Linked DNA regions of Mus musculus: all the other regions are linked to region 1. A link is a contact called in public HiCAR-type, HiChIP or PLAC-seq and promoter capture Hi-C data. All regions are on one chromosome and are shown on one strand. The core of a region is the stretch at or near the end of the contact, and the rest is flanking DNA. Distances in the headings are between cores, read along the strand shown.

Region 1 (3,759 bases), core at 591-3,090:
AAGTCTTTGGAATGAACAATTCTGTCAAATAAACATACTGTTTGCAAAACCGATATCGATTGCCTGAGTTTATTCTTTTCCATTTATGTGCCTTTCGTGTCTACATGCTGAAGTATCACATTCAGTAGAGAGCTAGACATCCAATAAAATCTCAGTAAAGCCTTCCACATATCACAAACAGTATAATCAATATTCTGCATAGAAAGCAACTGAGACCCAGAAAAGTGTTTTGCTGAGGATTGATAAGAGCTGCTAAGACAGCAGCCAGGTGCCCCCCCCGCCCCCCTTTTCTATCAGCGCCCTTGCCTAGACTACCAGACCAGACCTGGGAGGCCTACCTGTGAGTATGAGATTCATGCAGCACATGATGCCCTCTGGAGTTCAGACTCTGAGGAGCCAGGAGACTTCCCACTGCCCCCTCTTTGAGGCTCCGAAGCACCTGAAGGTGACAAAGGTGCAGGTGGAGGAGAACCGGGAGAGCAGGGATGTTGCAAGTGCAACTGCTGCAGCGCTACTGTGCCGGGTTCCCACTACTGTCCTGCGGTGGCCAACCCAGTGCCAGGCGTCCCTAGTCCCCACTGGCCAAGACCAGATCTAAAGCCTTGTAACCTCCTCCCGGCCTGCTCCCTCACTCCCAGCCGGAAGAAAAGGCTCGCCAGGAGGGGGAGCGCGCAGGCCTGAAGGGGGCCGCTTCCTACGCGCTAGGGACTGGAGAGGCTGGTGGCACGCAGACAGTGACAGCCTGAGAGCTGGGAGGGGAGGCCGCGATGAATGATTATATCACCAATAATAACAATAGCGGGGGGGGGGGGGGGGCAGGGGGAAAAAGAATCCCCTTGCCTTGGCTCACAACCAGGCCGTCTATGTTTTCCACGCCCCTTACCCCGTGGAGGGAGGACAAAGCCTGCTACTCCTCTTGACCTCACTGGCCGAGAAGCGAGGGTGCAAAGAGAGGATGGCCACTGCAGGCCGGGTGCCTGGGATCCGCTAGCGCAGCGTGGAGACCCGCTCCTGAAGAGAGTACAGGGATACCCACGGATGCACCCCCCTCAGGCCGAGCTTTCTTCTGGTGATTTCTATCCCTTACATCTCTCCTCAGAGACTCAGCTCGACCCAGATCCTTCCAGGGGCGCGGCGGGGTGGGGGTGGGGGTGGGGGTTGTCCTGCAACGAGGCAGTGACGGCGCTACGGAGAGGCGGAGCGCACCGCAGTGCCTGGGCTAGGCCCTCCGCTGGGGAATACCTCTGTTCCTGTTGGGTCCCGGAACTCTGGTGCTGGAAGGCAACACCAGATCTGCATCCTCAAGTCTCCTACCCAAGGCCCAGAATCTTTCGTCCCATTGAGCGCACAAGAATAGCACCGAGTGACTGGGTATCATTGATAACACCTAGCCTCCCTTTCAGCGTTTACTATATACCTGCCATTTGCGGTGGATACCTTGAACAAAATATAAGTTGGGAAATCTTTGCTGTGACTCCAGACATGCTAGTTGCGCAACTGTAGTATTTAAGGTTGCCAGAAAGCCGTGCTCCAAAGTTGAAAAAAGAAGTAGAAAGGAAGGTAGGGGGGGAGAAAGGAGGAGGGAGAGTGAGGGACGGAGGGAAGGGACGAAAGTAGTTGGGGGTGAACTCCTGGCAGGATTTCCGCTAGTCCTATGGCGGACTACATATCCCAGGAAGCTAAGGGGCCCGGGACGCGTTTTCCACTCTGACCCACTCATCCACTAGCAGAAGACTTTACTAAGACTGGTCACAGCGCAGGCCAATCCTTCTCCTCTCACCTTGGCTAGAACTTGCGACGGATTCGTTCCCAAAGTGATGCTCTAGTGGCAAGAGTAACACAAGTTTGTCATTGTCCGGAGAAAGTGGAGCCTGCGGTTCTTAACCAGGTTCAGCAGAACGTGTGGCATCCTTCTCCTGGACATGCCACCGCTCGGGTTGTGACATTCTTGGGCACAGCATAGTCCCACGCGCGGACCCCGCACGTCAAGCGACACTTTAGGGACTTTGACTGCTGCTAGGACTGACCACCGTCCTCCTACCTACCCAGGCTAGCTCCGTCCACTTAGCACGTTTGCATTTATTCGTGGATCTTCCAAGACTCGGTCTTGTAAATGTTCAGCATTTCGCTGCTTTCCTGCCTTTTTCTGGGGACTGTGCCAGCACTTGCCCAGACCGGCGGAGAGAGGAGGCTGAGCCCAGAGAAGAGCGAAATATGGGGACCCGGGCTAAAAGCACACGTGGTCCTTCCTGCCCGCTATTTCTACATTCGGGCGGTGGATACCTCAGGGGAACAGTAAGTGGAGAAATGACTCCTCAACTATTTGAGATCGCGGTTTAAAATAACTCGAGGGGTTTTTGTTCCTGTTGTTTATTTTGGTTTTGTCCTTCATCTTTATATGCCCCGACTCGTCTTTACTGCTGTCCATTTACATTCCAGAATTCTCGAGTGCTGTCTACATCTGGTTATAATAGACTTTTCCTTCAAAATCAACTTTTCTCTGTGACTTAATAATTCTGAAATATGTATAGTGTAAATAATATTGCTAAAATAACAGCTCTCTTCTTGGCTGTTTAGATGGGAATTGAGGCTAAACAAATCTCCGTTATTTTTAAATGGGAAAACTAAACACTAGAAACTAAATGCATTCAAAATGCAGGAATATTCAGTCCAAAACACTTGTGTTACTAACATGATGACCAGTTATTTTGATTTCCCCCATAACTAAACATAATTTAGAGTACTGGTATATTTGTTAGACTTTTATTAGTAGTAATATTTTAATTACATGATGTGGGTAGGGTGTATACTCACACCCAAGTGCTGGAGGAAGCCAGAAGAGGGCCTTGAATCTCCTTGAGCTGAAACTGCAGATAGTTGTGAGCCTTAAGGACAATGGATACTAGGAACTGAACTAAGTCTTTTACATAATGGTAAATGCTCTAAACCATTCAGCTATCTCCCTAGCCCCACAGTACTGGATTGTATTTTAAGCCATTAAGAACAATTTTTCAAATAAGGTCATCCTTGAAGTAAACATGTTACAAATGACAAATTGCCAGCTGTGTTGGTTATGAATTAATAATAGTACACTGATAGTGCTCTGTTTGGTATGCTAAATAGATTGCTAGTCTTAAGTGTTATCTCCTGGCAACTATCTAATGAAATTATTTTATGTTATTATTGTTTTCTTTTTTATCTTTGTTCTATCATATTGGTTCTGGTCCTAAAAGCCTAAGAGAGTAATCGAACAACAATATCTTAAAATCAGGATAAAGCAGAAGGTCCAACCTTTACACATTAAAGAGAATAAGTAGCGTGCATTTGATCTTAAAAATAACCCTCATCTCTCATTGTTTTCCATAACAGGTTTACATCTTCTCCAGGTGAAAAGGTGTTCCAGGTTAAAATCTCAGCACCCGATGAGCAGTTCACGAGAGTTGGTGTCCAGGTTTTAGATCGAAAGGACGGTTCCTTCATAGTAAGATACAGAATGTATGCCAGCTACAGAAATCTGAAGATAGAGGTTAAACACCATGGGCAACATGTTGCCGAGTCTCCTTATGTTTTAAGAGGTATTTTGAAACAAAAATTTATGGTAGGATTTGTATACAAAAAGGCATGTCATTCCATCAATAAGAATTCTATCAAAAACTTAGCATACTTTTTTCACTAAATGGAAAAAAAAACTAGATGTTTTTCTAATTGAAAACTAAATTAGGCAACTTGGCAAAAGAGAGATATTGATTATTTACATGG
Region 2 (3,759 bases), core at 807-3,306, 1.6 Mb before region 1:
ACAACCAAGGAACACCTCGAGTACCCAGACAGAATGTTCCTTGCAAAGTAAAACCAAATTTACAATGTTCAAAAATAAATTTTTGAAACCCAATTCAAACTTGGGTTTTGTATTGCTTGTTTTGTATTTATTTCAGTCTCAAATCAGGTATCTTTGAGTCTTGAATGCCTGAAAGAGAAGCAAGTTATTGTTGGGACTCTTTCTGGACATCTCTAAAAAGCGTTAGAAACTCATTCTTATTTTATGTATCTGCTTCTAAGTTAGGAAAAGAACTCTTTGTTTGCTCACTTTTATTTAGTGCCTGACACCAAACTTGATTTAGGTTTTGCTTTTTCTGCCTGAATTATAATTATAATACAAATGTGCTTTATGCATGCTTGCCTTTTCAAAGTTTCCATAAACCATGGCTTGGGATAGAAAACAATTTCAAAATTCTGTAGGTTTTCTAGTTTGATCTAATGATTTCATAACCCATGAACCTCCTATTATTTAACTTACGGAAGTCTCTGAAAAATGATAGGTCCATTAAATATTTTTGTCACATTTTCAGTCCTAGAAAAGGGTATTTTAAAGTTTATGTTTTACTTTTTTCAAAAATGATTTTACATCTTAGCAGTAAAGGATAAGTTTGAAGCAATTAAGGGCTAGGGAAATCTGTTTTTTTTTTTTTTTGTTTGTTTGTTTGTTTGTTTGTTTTTTTGGTAATTATTAGTTTGCTATTCTCTCTCCCAATACGAAGTAGAAAACTAACTCTCATGTTAATGATTTCTCAGAGCTAGTATGAATTAATGAACTCACTCCGTAGACCAGGCTGGCCTCGGACTCAGAAATCTACCTGCCTCTGTCTCCCAAGTGCTGGGATTAAAGGCGTGTACTACCACTTCCCGGCTTGATTCTTTAGTTTTAATTGGGCAGTTAGACATGTATTTCCTGTGGACTAGGGTACATAGCCTAGTAGTAAAGGTAGGGCAATAAAAATCAGAGTGTAAGGTAATTTCTATAAGTCCATGACATCAGAATCTATCTGGTGCCATTTTGCTAGCAAAATTTTGTCTTGAAACAAACACAACAACTATCACAACAAAACCAAAAATACAAAGGAAGTATATCTCTGGGTAAGAATAGACACCGGGAAGTAAAAGGTTCTACATAAGACTTCACTTTTCGAAGAAAGTGAAGACCAATGCAGGTTCTCAGATCAATGACCGCATCAGGAAAACGACCTTTGCAGAACATTTGGTTGGAGCTCTCTCAGTTATTCTACTCGGCTTTATTATTTCCAGGTTAAGTTTCTTCAACAAAATTTGAAAGGATCAGTTAAATAAAGAATCCAATTTGTTATTTCAAAACACTGCTGCCTCACCAATATGCCTGGCTATCTCAGGACAGTGTGAGTGGATAGTGTTACAGTTTACACAAAATGCCCTGGCCACATGTGCATCTGTGACCTTGTTCTACAGGAAGTCAGTGACATGGGCACGGTGAATCTATCCTTCACGGCTTCTATTCAACATCCAGAAAAGTAATGCAAAGCAAAGGTGATGATGAAGGTATATAGGAGTCCTAGAAGTCATGTCACTTCACCTTAGGCATTACTATTAAAGGCAACCATAGTCACTAGGGTTATTCTCTTTATGTTTCATACCATATAAAGAGCAGTTGCAGATTTTTCAAGTCTGATTTGAATGTAGTATGTCAATTCTTTTTTTCATATTAATACTATCTATGCATTTACTTTTCTCAATATCACACTCTCTGAGAGGAAAAGAAAAAAAAGTGGCCATGGTCAGGCACAATAGTGCATGTGTGTGTGTGTATGTATATGTATGTGTGTATGTATGCATGTGTGTATGTGTGTGTGTGTGTACTTGGCAGGTATATATTTGGCAGTGTGTTCAAAGTAATGGCTATGTTTGAAGTAACTTGCCTAAGAAAACTTCAGCTTAAGCCAGAGCCCCTGTAACTCATTTTTACTTGGGTTAATATTCACTTGCCTTTGTTCTTGCTGGGGCAGGAAGATTAGGGGCTTTCTGACAGGCAGTGTGGGACTTGTTAGATAACTGCCTAAACAACCCAGTGCAGTCCCTGCGCCACCCCAGATTAGAGTGGATTCTATCTTGATCTGTAAACTAAACATTTGCATTTGGAACAGGGGGAGCTCAAGTCTGGCTTGTCTAATCTTGGTTTGAGCACCCTTAAGTAACTTGCTTGATTTTCACCACCAAGCACATTGCTTGCTGGGTAAAAGATCTTTCATTTGCCATAACAAGATCTGGAGCTTAAGTTGCAATTGCTGGGAAGGCAGCTTTAATGTTTTCCTTTCCCATGAAAATGAAAACCAGAGAAAACTGTTTCCTGATTACACATCAACATTACAAATGTCTTATGGCAAAGAAAGATGAGCCTGGTTTGTGCAGAGCAACAGTGTGGGTGAACGATGAGGCCTCTGCAGTATGCCTGAGACTTTATTTTTTGCTTTAGAAGGAAATTCTCTTTCCACTAGAATTATGTCTCTGGGTGGGTGATTCATAAACAGAGGACCTGGGAAAGGATTCTGTCTCTTGAACCTATTTACAGTTTTAATCATAGCCAGCTGCTCAGTTGCTGGAGGAGTTTAGATTTTGCAAAGGCATTAGGAGTTTTATCTTTTGTGCTTAAAACTTTAGATCGAGGTCACGTTAAGATGTTGGTCAGTAAATAACTTAAAACCTTTCTTAAGAATGTGGACATTCCTTTTCAATGCACAGGGAGGCAGTTTTAAGGTATTCTAAACTCAGCGTGGTAGAGTTTAAAACCCTTTTCTTTGATGCAAAACAGCTGCAGCCCTGTTTTGAGTGGCAGAAACATTGCCTCTGCCTCTCTGTCTTCTTACACTTTCCAGGCTCAAGGCAAAGGATTAAGAAATTTAACATTTTTCTTCTTGTCAGGCACATTCACAGCCATTGCCTTTACAGCTAAATGGTACTTTTAAAGAAAAGGAATTTCAATTTATACTTAAGCCCAATAGCCTAAAGACAGTAGGAAAACATTAACCTCTTAAGAATGTTGCAGAGGTTGAAAATATTTTCATAGTGTAGGCATTATCAAACCTCCAAACATTTTCTGCTGAATGTGACCTTAACCAACACACTGGCCTATACATGTCCAGTCTTATTTATCCTTAGAATTTACTACTAGTACTAATATTTATTTTATGTGTATGGTTGTTTTCCCTGTATGTATGCATGTGCAGTATGTGTGTGCCCCATGCCCTTAGAGTTCCCAAGAGGGCACCAGATCCCCTGAGACTGGAATTGTGCTGATTGTAAGCCACCATATTGGTGGTGAGAACAGAACCCAAGAACTATAGATAACCACTCTAACTACTATTAACCACTCTAACTCCAAATAACTCTGCTCAGTAGTTATTTGAGCTGAGACAGGAGGCCAATTCCATTTCTCACTTAGCTTACAGAAAAAAGACTTTAGAGTTCAATTTCTCTCAATGCTTTATTGATGATTGGTCTATATGATGCTTGTCTCAACACAGTGAAAAGGTGATCATTGGCATTACAATGATGAATGCCCCATGTCTTAGAAACTCCATTAACAGATGAATAGCTACTTCTGAACAGCACCCTTCACAAATACATATGGAAAATACCCATATACATGTAAAACACACATACACACACACACACACTATTGATAATGCCTACACTATGAAAATACACACACACACACACACACACACACACTATTGATAATGCCTACACTATG
Region 3 (3,759 bases), core at 850-3,349, 1.6 Mb before region 1:
GTGATTTTTGTATTTTAATTTATTTATATGCCTGTATTCAACCAATTATGTCTGATTTTTTTAAATTTAAAAGTGATTATTTATTTTTGTTATGTGTGTATGTGTGGTTGCCTGCACGTCTGTTTGTGCATCACACATGTGCCGGATGCCCACAGAGGCCAGAAGAGGGAGTAGCAGCCATGTATGTGCTGGGAACTGAACCCTGGTATGTCACAAGAACCACACGTGCTCTTAACTGAGCCATCTCTCTAGCTTCACTTACCTGCCTCTTAAAATTAGGCTGATTTGTAAGTATGTTCCTTGTGATGAGTAATTGGAGAATTTATTCACAAATGAAGAACAAATGTTTATAACAGAGATGAATCAACTAGGTAATAACAAGACCACACAGTACTTTGGTATAAAATCTAATTTGGCTGCTAGTACTCATTTTTTTTTCTTCTATGGGTCCACTCTTGTATCTGGCTTTTTTTTTTAAGACTATCTTTCCCTGTAATTTTCCAAAGGCAATTTTCTTTCACTGAAAACATCAGTGAGTAAATCTGCAATTATTGACCACTTTTGAAGGCTGCTGATGGTTTTGCGATCTGATGGAAGAGGTAAGTGTGCTCTAATGGAAAGTTAGAGTGTTTTCTGCTCTATACAGATACTATAACCTAAAGTATGGCTAAAGCCAAGTCACTGCCTCAAATTAAGGAAACCTCAGAAATATTGTTCATAGTATTAATTAATTGTTCACATTATTTATAAACCAGTACCATCAACCAGTACTTATTGAATATTCCCTTATACCAAATACAACTCTGAATATTGTAGCAGACATCAGCTAGACATCCAAATTGGTACAACACACAGTGACACATAGATAGGGATTTTTCCAACTTTGGTTTTAGTATCATTCTGCATTCAGTTAATAAAAACATTTTCTTTAAGTTGAATATGACTTTTATATATCATTTGTTCTATCATTTACTGCATTTAATCTTTAGAAAACTACTCTTTTAGTCTGTTTTCTGAAAGAAAAGCTTTCTTTCTTGAATGCTTTTGCCCCAGAGCTTCTGTAATGTCACTTCAGGTTTGTATGGACTAGCTGAATTTCATGCCCAAACAGCTGCATTTTCTTTGTGCAGGCACATGTGTGTATTAAGGTACAGGCAGACAATGCATAATGATGCTAGAATATATGGCTTTTATGTTTTAGGAGGGCTAGGGTATGGTCCAAAATATGAGAAATTAAGATAATTTATGACAGGGAGTGGCAGGAGATTATCTTACTTATTGACTCCATGTTTTCTGACTCTGGGAAATTCCTTGTATTTTCTGAGGCTTGTTTTCCTTGTCTTTGGAATACTGTGAATACCAGAAATAATATTTGTTGAGCACCTTGTAGAGGGAAATCATAGTTTGCACTAAACGCGTAGCTAATAACAGAATCAACGACTGGGGGTTAGCAGGGAGAGTAAGATCTTCCTGCCAGAGGCAAGAATCTGTGAGGTGCACATGGATACTCCATGTTTCTGTCCTCCACAGCAAACCAGATCATCTATGAGGTGCACGTGGAGACTCCACAGTTCTGTCATCCACAATAGACCCAGCTGGTGCAGTCTGCATGTAGCTATAAGATGAATTCATAAGCAGGTAATCCATCTGCCATCCTACATATAGTCCAATCTTTTCATTTTTGCAGCACTGGAACATGAGGCCCAGAGAAGTATAATTTGCTCAAAATGCCACATTAAGTATGGCAGAAATCTTTGAAAAGAACTACAAACTCAGGAATTCTTTAATACAAATATTGGTTGTGCTCACCTGCTTTCACAGTAACTGAATTCATTATCATTCTGCATTTTTATAAACGAGAACCGAACTCCTTTTTCTTTCATATCTTTTGCTCTACAGAATTGAGTCACATTGAACATTTTATACTGGCAGTTATTATTTTAAATGTGATGTCTGATTCAAACCTTATGTTCATTAGCTTTCAGAAAAGTAAAAAAAAAAAAAAAAAAAAATGCCCGAGGGTCAGCAGATGTTGAAGGACGTAGGTAGACAGATAATTAGGAAGTGGTTTTCTAAGTAAGGGTTACCCTAAAATTTTATGCACACTCTCCTTTGATCTTTGGACTTTTTTCTCTTTGGCCTGCGTATGATGCTGGAATCCACTGTAGCTGGCAATGGTTTAATTAATCCTTTTCACGGAAAAGTTCATGTTTGCTAACAACTACAGAATTCATTTGAATTTACTTAGCTAAAGGGGAACATGATGAAGAACGATAGAGTGAGGTCTTTGTCTCATCACTTACAACTCAGCCTCCACTGTTTTTGTTTGTTTTAGTTACATTTTCAAACATTCCCATTTTCCCATGTTCTGTGCTCGCCTTGGGAAACCTTCTAATAGCATAAACGACAAACAGGAGTTCCTGCCTGCTGACTCATCAGTTCGGTTTGGCAGGACTCTACTTGCAAATGCTGCAGCAGGCCACTTTCAGAGTAAGTCCCTGGCAGCAGATGTCACTGTTGGTCTGTCTAACTCTGGGGCCTTTCCTCACTAGTGGAGCTCATGAGCCTGACCTAGTCAAGCCTATATTTCAGGGAGCATGGTTTTATGAAACATTTAATAGTGGCTCGTGGGACTGATTTAAGAGTCATGTCTCGATCTTGTTTCATTACACAGTATTTTAAATACTGTTATTTTTCACTTTTGCTTCCTATGTTCTGGGGAATCAAATTCAGTACCCTTGCATGCTAGGCAAACATTCTGCCACTGACTTATACCCTGCACCCTTGTTTATTTTGAGACTGAGTTTCACTGTGCATTCCAGATTGGTCTTGAAATCTTGGCTCAGCCTTGTGAGTGTTGGGGTTACATATGTGCAACACTAGCCTCCATTTTTAATAGAGATCTTTTCTATTAACTTGAAATGTTTTTCCTTTCTTCTCTCTTGGTTCATGTTGTATATTTTATTTTTGAGGATTTATTTATTTTATGTACATGAGTACTCTATAGCTGTCAGACTCACCAGAAGAGGGCATCGAATCCCATTACAGCTGGTTGTGAGACACCATGTGGTTGCTGGGAATTGAACTCAGAACCTCTGGAAGAGCAGTCAGTGCTCTTAACTGCTGAGTCATCTCTCCAGCCCCGTGTGTATTAAGAATGGAACATCTCTCCTTCTTTTCTCTCAACTGTGCTCATTTGCTCATGTGTAAATCCCTTGATGACCCATTCTGTAAGAGATTTTTTTTCAACATCAGTTTTGTACCCACAGTTTTACTTAGTTTTGTGAGCTGTCTATCTATACTGTCTGTTAACCTCTCACATTCTTTCTTCTACTTACTCTTCTCTGGGATTCCAGGACAGTGACCTTAGAAGTCACATACCTCAGACTCAGCTTTCTGAAAGCGTTGAGTAAGACTTGATACTGCAATGTGAGAGTGGGAGAGGGGGCAAGGCATTCTCCAGTCTCTATTTTACTATTCTGTTCAACCACTAAGCATCAGTTTGTGATGGTAGCTGTAGGGTAGTCCCAGCCTCTTGCTTCTATTGGCACTTCTATAAGAAGTCTCATAATTTTCTCTCAGAGGAACCCACTGCCGGCAGCAGCATACATCCTTTCTTCATAGTACCAGATGTGAGGCACCTCCTGCTATCTCCTAGGTTCTGTTTATCTTTACCCTTTGTTTCCTGTGTCTCAGGTCTGTAACTGCTTCCTAAGTTAACTCTGTGTCTCTAACCTCCATTAAAACTCTGTGTTGAAA
Region 4 (3,759 bases), core at 407-2,906, 1.4 Mb before region 1:
CATTGTTAGGATTCCTTTGTCCTTACAGACTTTCTACCTCCTCTTCCTCAATGTTCTCTGAGCCTTAGGTTCAAGAGTAGTTTGATAAATGTATCCATTGAGACTGGGCTACACAATTCTGCATTTTAATTGATTGTGGTTTTCTGAAGTGATTTTCATCTGTTGCAAAACAATGTTCCTTTGATGAGGGATTAACAAGAGCTTTTACATCAGGGGCTTTTTCAGCTATTATTCAAAGAATTAGAAGAAATTTGATTTTTGTTCCTTATTTAGCCCATTCATTAAGTATGAGCAAGACAGCCATGGGAACAGCAGTGTGTTGGTGAACGAATTCACTAAACAAAGGCAGGTCTTGGTGACAAGTTATTTTCAATGATACAGGGCTAGAAAGTTGTTTTTGGAACTTCTCCAGAGTTTAGTTCCACCTCTCAATTTAAAGCATCTTGGATTTCTTTATTAAGGAAATTAAATAGTAAATGAAGCCTCATATACCTATTTTAATTTATACTATCCCTTTTCTTTGCATTTATTTGGGGTTTAGTTAATTCCACACATAGCTGTATATATTGTTTGTATTTTTTTGTTTCACGTAGATATATTTTTTCAGCATTTGCATACACATGTTCCTTAAAGGTGATGGATGCTGACTTTGTTTCTAGTCTGCCATAATCCTTCCTCTATTCAGTGTGTCTCAGAGCACCTGTTCAGTGCTGAGTAACTATGAACAATTGAGTCACACATGACATGTTATGTGGGGCTTGATCCAGATCCCCCAGAACGCACACTATCAAATGAATTAGACTGTCAAAAACACTGAGGGCGTTTAAATCTGTCAAGCTTGAGTAGCACACAAAGTTAATGCCTTGCTCTTTACAGAAATATGCAGCTAGGACTACCACATTCCGTGGAAAGCTGGTGTGGGGTTCATAACAGCATCATTCACTTTTATGTAGCTCTTTGTAATTTAGAATCTAGTTAACAGCATATTGCTCAGTTTAGTGTCACCAGATCCTGCACACTGGTCAGGCCAAAGCCCCTTTTCTAACAACAACAACAAAAAAATTTGGACAGTTAAGGACTATGTATAAATTCACAAAATTGGTGAGTTGGCAGATCTGATATTGGAACCTACCCTTTCTGAGACTTAAACCAGTGTGTTTTCCTCCCTCCACAAGCTTAGTGAACATATTTGTTTTTTAACACAATAGCATGCTCTGTGACGAGGAGAACGTATAGATGTGCCTACTAAAAAGATGTGGAAATAACTCAATGTAAAGTATCTCAAGTTCATTTTGTATTGGCCATATTCTGCCTCCTTTCTTCCACAATCTTCTCAGAGCATAGGAGAGGGAGGAGGATGAAAATTGGGACAAGAATCCTTCCTCCATTGCCAAAAGAAAGGGTTAAAAAAGTGACGTTTTAAAGGCTTAAGTGGCAAAGAGAATTCTGAATTATTTAAGTGCAAAAGAAAAAAAAATCCACTAAAAGGCTGTAATCCTCCCTAAAGTTTTTTTAGTGTCTCTGGAAAAAGTCAGTGGGTGTGTGTCTGGGGAAGGGTTGGGGAGGGTGGATCAGACTCCTTCTAATAGGCTTTCTTTAAAAAAAGAAGAAAAGAAAACACACACACACTCAAACAGAAGGAGAAATAAAAGTTTGTCTCTGTTGAGAAGCTTCCTCTGTGCTTAAAATCTACAAGAAGCACTGAAAACTCAAGTCGCAGAGGCGCGCGCTCTGATTTGGTTGTTTACCATCAATCAGACGGTTGCTTGGCAGACACTGGATGGTTATGAGCCTGAACAAGCTGAAAGGGGCAGGAAAAGAAGTGGAGGCAGCATTCTTCCTATTTAAAGCTGCACCGCTTGAAAAAAGTTTTCGCAGACTGTGCCGGACCTGGTGCTGAAACAGACTGAGGCAGCGCGGGGACTGGTGCTGAAAAAGAGCCCCCAGCGGAATTCATGGTGCTACAGTGACCTCAGTATCTACTCTTCGATCCCAGGAGGACCCACATGTCTCATATTTAGACATGATGGCAAACTGGGTGGGAGCAAGACCTCTCCTCATTCTTTCTGTTTTATTAGGGTACTGTGTCTCAATAAAAGCCCAGGAACAAGAGAATGGTGAGTTTGCCTTTTGCTTTGCTTATGGTGTTTATGGCTTGGTTTGGGAACTAGATGGAATGTTAAGCTTCAGGAAGAGGATAAAGAGAAGACTCTGGTTTGAAGTTTGAGAAGGGGGCTCTAGGATTTGTAGCTTGGCTCTGGAGACTAGGCACATTTGCAAATCCGGAGCTTCTGTGCGTGCCCTGGCAAAAAGTGGGCTTCTGACATCCTGTAAGAGCCAGGATATCACCAGTCTTTTTTTTTTTTTTTTGCCGGAATGTAAGAGTGGGACGTTTAAAAGAAAACAAGAGTGCTTAAAACGGAGCCCCGGAGGCACTTTTAGTTAGAGGTCTGTCCTGTGGGCAGGCGCTTTCCAAGCAGGGAAAGCCGCTGCAGCAGAAGCTGGGCAGGGTGGAGTCTTTCCTGTGTGAACTTCAGCAGCTTCATGAAAGTCTTTGTTTAGAAAAACCTCTCCAGCAGGCAAATCCGATAGTTCGGAATTTCCTTTGTCTTTGCTCTTTATCCTCCCCTCCTAAAGTTTTCATCTCTGATCTTAAAATCGGGTTTGCCTACAGAGAGGGAGTCAAGTTTATTTCTCCATGACAGACTCTGATAGAAACCAGATTTCTTAAATTTCTGTGCTTTCCCACCCTACTGACTTGATTATCAGGACAGCATGGTTCCTGGGTGGATGGATGAAGGCAGGAAATTCTACTTGGAACAGAGTATTAAGAAGGACTTTCCCCTTAGACCCTTCCTTTCTCCCTTTCTTCTTCTCTTCCCCCGTTCCTTCTATTTTCTTTTCTTTTAAGGCATATCTTGCTTGGTTACTGTTTTGTTTTGTTTCCCCTATGTGATTTACATATGTTAGTGCTGGGATGTATTGTTAAGCAAAATGGCGTGGCTGCTATAGAATAAAACTTAAAAATAAAATAAAATGGGCCTCGTTGATATTAACGTTAACTTTTGAAGGTTGAAGTGTCAGAAACAGATACATTCTCATTGTAAGAGGCCAGCATAGATCTGAATCTCTGTTAGCATCACACTCAAGCTTCCAAAACTTAGCAATGTGCTAATCGTGTCTGTAACTGTCTTTCTCCTGTGTATATCCAGCCATCTGTACGAATATGTTTTCTGCCTTTCTGATTTTTTTTTCTCTAAAAATATTTAGAAACTGTGTTTAGCAACTGTAAGTTGTAGAAATCCCAAGGTTCTGGAGATAAAATTCAAGTCTGTCAGCAGCCCCATAGAGGGAGCACTTTTCTAAAATCTTAAAACTTTAAAATCAGTTTCTATGCTTCATAACGTGAGGAAACTTATGAAGGGTGAAACTTGCGTTTCCTCATAATGTCATGAAAAGTCTGTGCTGTTCGCAAACGCAAAGAACAAAGAAGTTAGGAAAGAGGAGAGCACATAGCAGCGTTAAGATAGAAGCAAAATGTCTGAGTATCAATGAATCTGTCCACTCCCCTCCCCTACCAGAAGACTAACTCTAAAATATCTATACAGACTTTATTCTCAATTTATGTTAAAATGATGTGCTTAATTTTTGTAATGTACAAAAGTAATCGAACATGTGTGTAAATGAAAGATGTAAGATGTTCAAAAGTCTTAGAAGGTAGGTCATGTGCTAAAACTCTTGTCTAAGTCATTGCATTTA

Evidence for each region. Promoter capture Hi-C pulls out the DNA fragments that hold promoters and counts their contacts. HiCAR-type assays count read pairs that join an accessible place to other places. HiChIP or PLAC-seq counts read pairs in DNA pulled down with a chosen protein or histone mark.
Region 2: a promoter capture Hi-C map of second pharyngeal arch cranial neural crest shows a contact between it and region 1. The contact joins the enhancer-like site here to the promoter of Poglut2 in region 1. A contact is called at or near these places in 8 of 39 promoter capture datasets (the 3T3-L1 cell line, 3T3-L1-derived adipocytes, cranial neural crest and 5 more) and 8 of 115 datasets of contacts at active chromatin or transcription factors (the NIH/3T3 cell line, cardiomyocytes, embryonic limb bud and 4 more).
Region 3: a contact with region 1 is called in an H3K4me3 HiChIP or PLAC-seq map of embryonic limb bud, with 8 times the contacts expected there. The contact joins the enhancer-like site here to the promoter of Poglut2 in region 1. A contact is called at or near these places in 6 of 39 promoter capture datasets (the 3T3-L1 cell line, cranial neural crest, embryonic stem cells and 3 more) and 2 of 115 datasets of contacts at active chromatin or transcription factors (astrocytes and embryonic limb bud).
Region 4: a contact with region 1 is called in a HiCAR-type map of astrocytes, with 4 times the contacts expected there. The contact joins the promoter of Col5a2 here to the promoter of Poglut2 in region 1. A contact is called at or near these places in 12 of 39 promoter capture datasets (the 3T3-L1 cell line, 3T3-L1-derived adipocytes, the HPC-7 cell line and 7 more) and 1 of 115 datasets of contacts at active chromatin or transcription factors (astrocytes).

What each region holds. Positions count from the first base shown.
Region 1 is chr1:44,116,854-44,120,612 of GRCm38.p6, reverse strand. It overlaps Poglut2 (protein O-glucosyltransferase 2), which reads left to right and starts at 1,840. Exons shown (of 10, transcript NM_023645.3): 1 at 1,840-2,295; 2 at 3,370-3,575. The coding sequence starts at 2,114. It overlaps Bivm (basic, immunoglobulin-like variable motif containing), which reads right to left and starts at 645. Exons shown (of 10, transcript NM_144558.4): 1 at 339-645.
Region 2 is chr1:45,759,913-45,763,671 of GRCm38.p6, reverse strand. All of the region lies in intron 1 of Gm51621 (a long non-coding RNA gene), which reads left to right. Among named protein-coding and RNA genes, the nearest start is that of Gm51621, 3.3 kb to the left of the region's middle. Within about 2 kb of position 2,056, at least 61 of the 459 cell types and tissues checked have an H3K27ac peak or open chromatin away from gene starts, as enhancers often do. A contact at or near this core is called in 3T3-L1-derived adipocytes, embryonic limb bud and second pharyngeal arch cranial neural crest, where this site is marked.
Region 3 is chr1:45,671,686-45,675,444 of GRCm38.p6, reverse strand. No RefSeq gene overlaps it. Among named protein-coding and RNA genes, the nearest start is that of Gm23216, 12 kb to the left of the region's middle. Within about 2 kb of position 2,099, at least 48 of the 459 cell types and tissues checked have an H3K27ac peak or open chromatin away from gene starts, as enhancers often do.
Region 4 is chr1:45,501,179-45,504,937 of GRCm38.p6, reverse strand. It overlaps Col5a2 (collagen, type V, alpha 2), which reads left to right and starts at 1,656. Exons shown (of 54, transcript NM_007737.2): 1 at 1,656-2,117. The coding sequence starts at 2,024.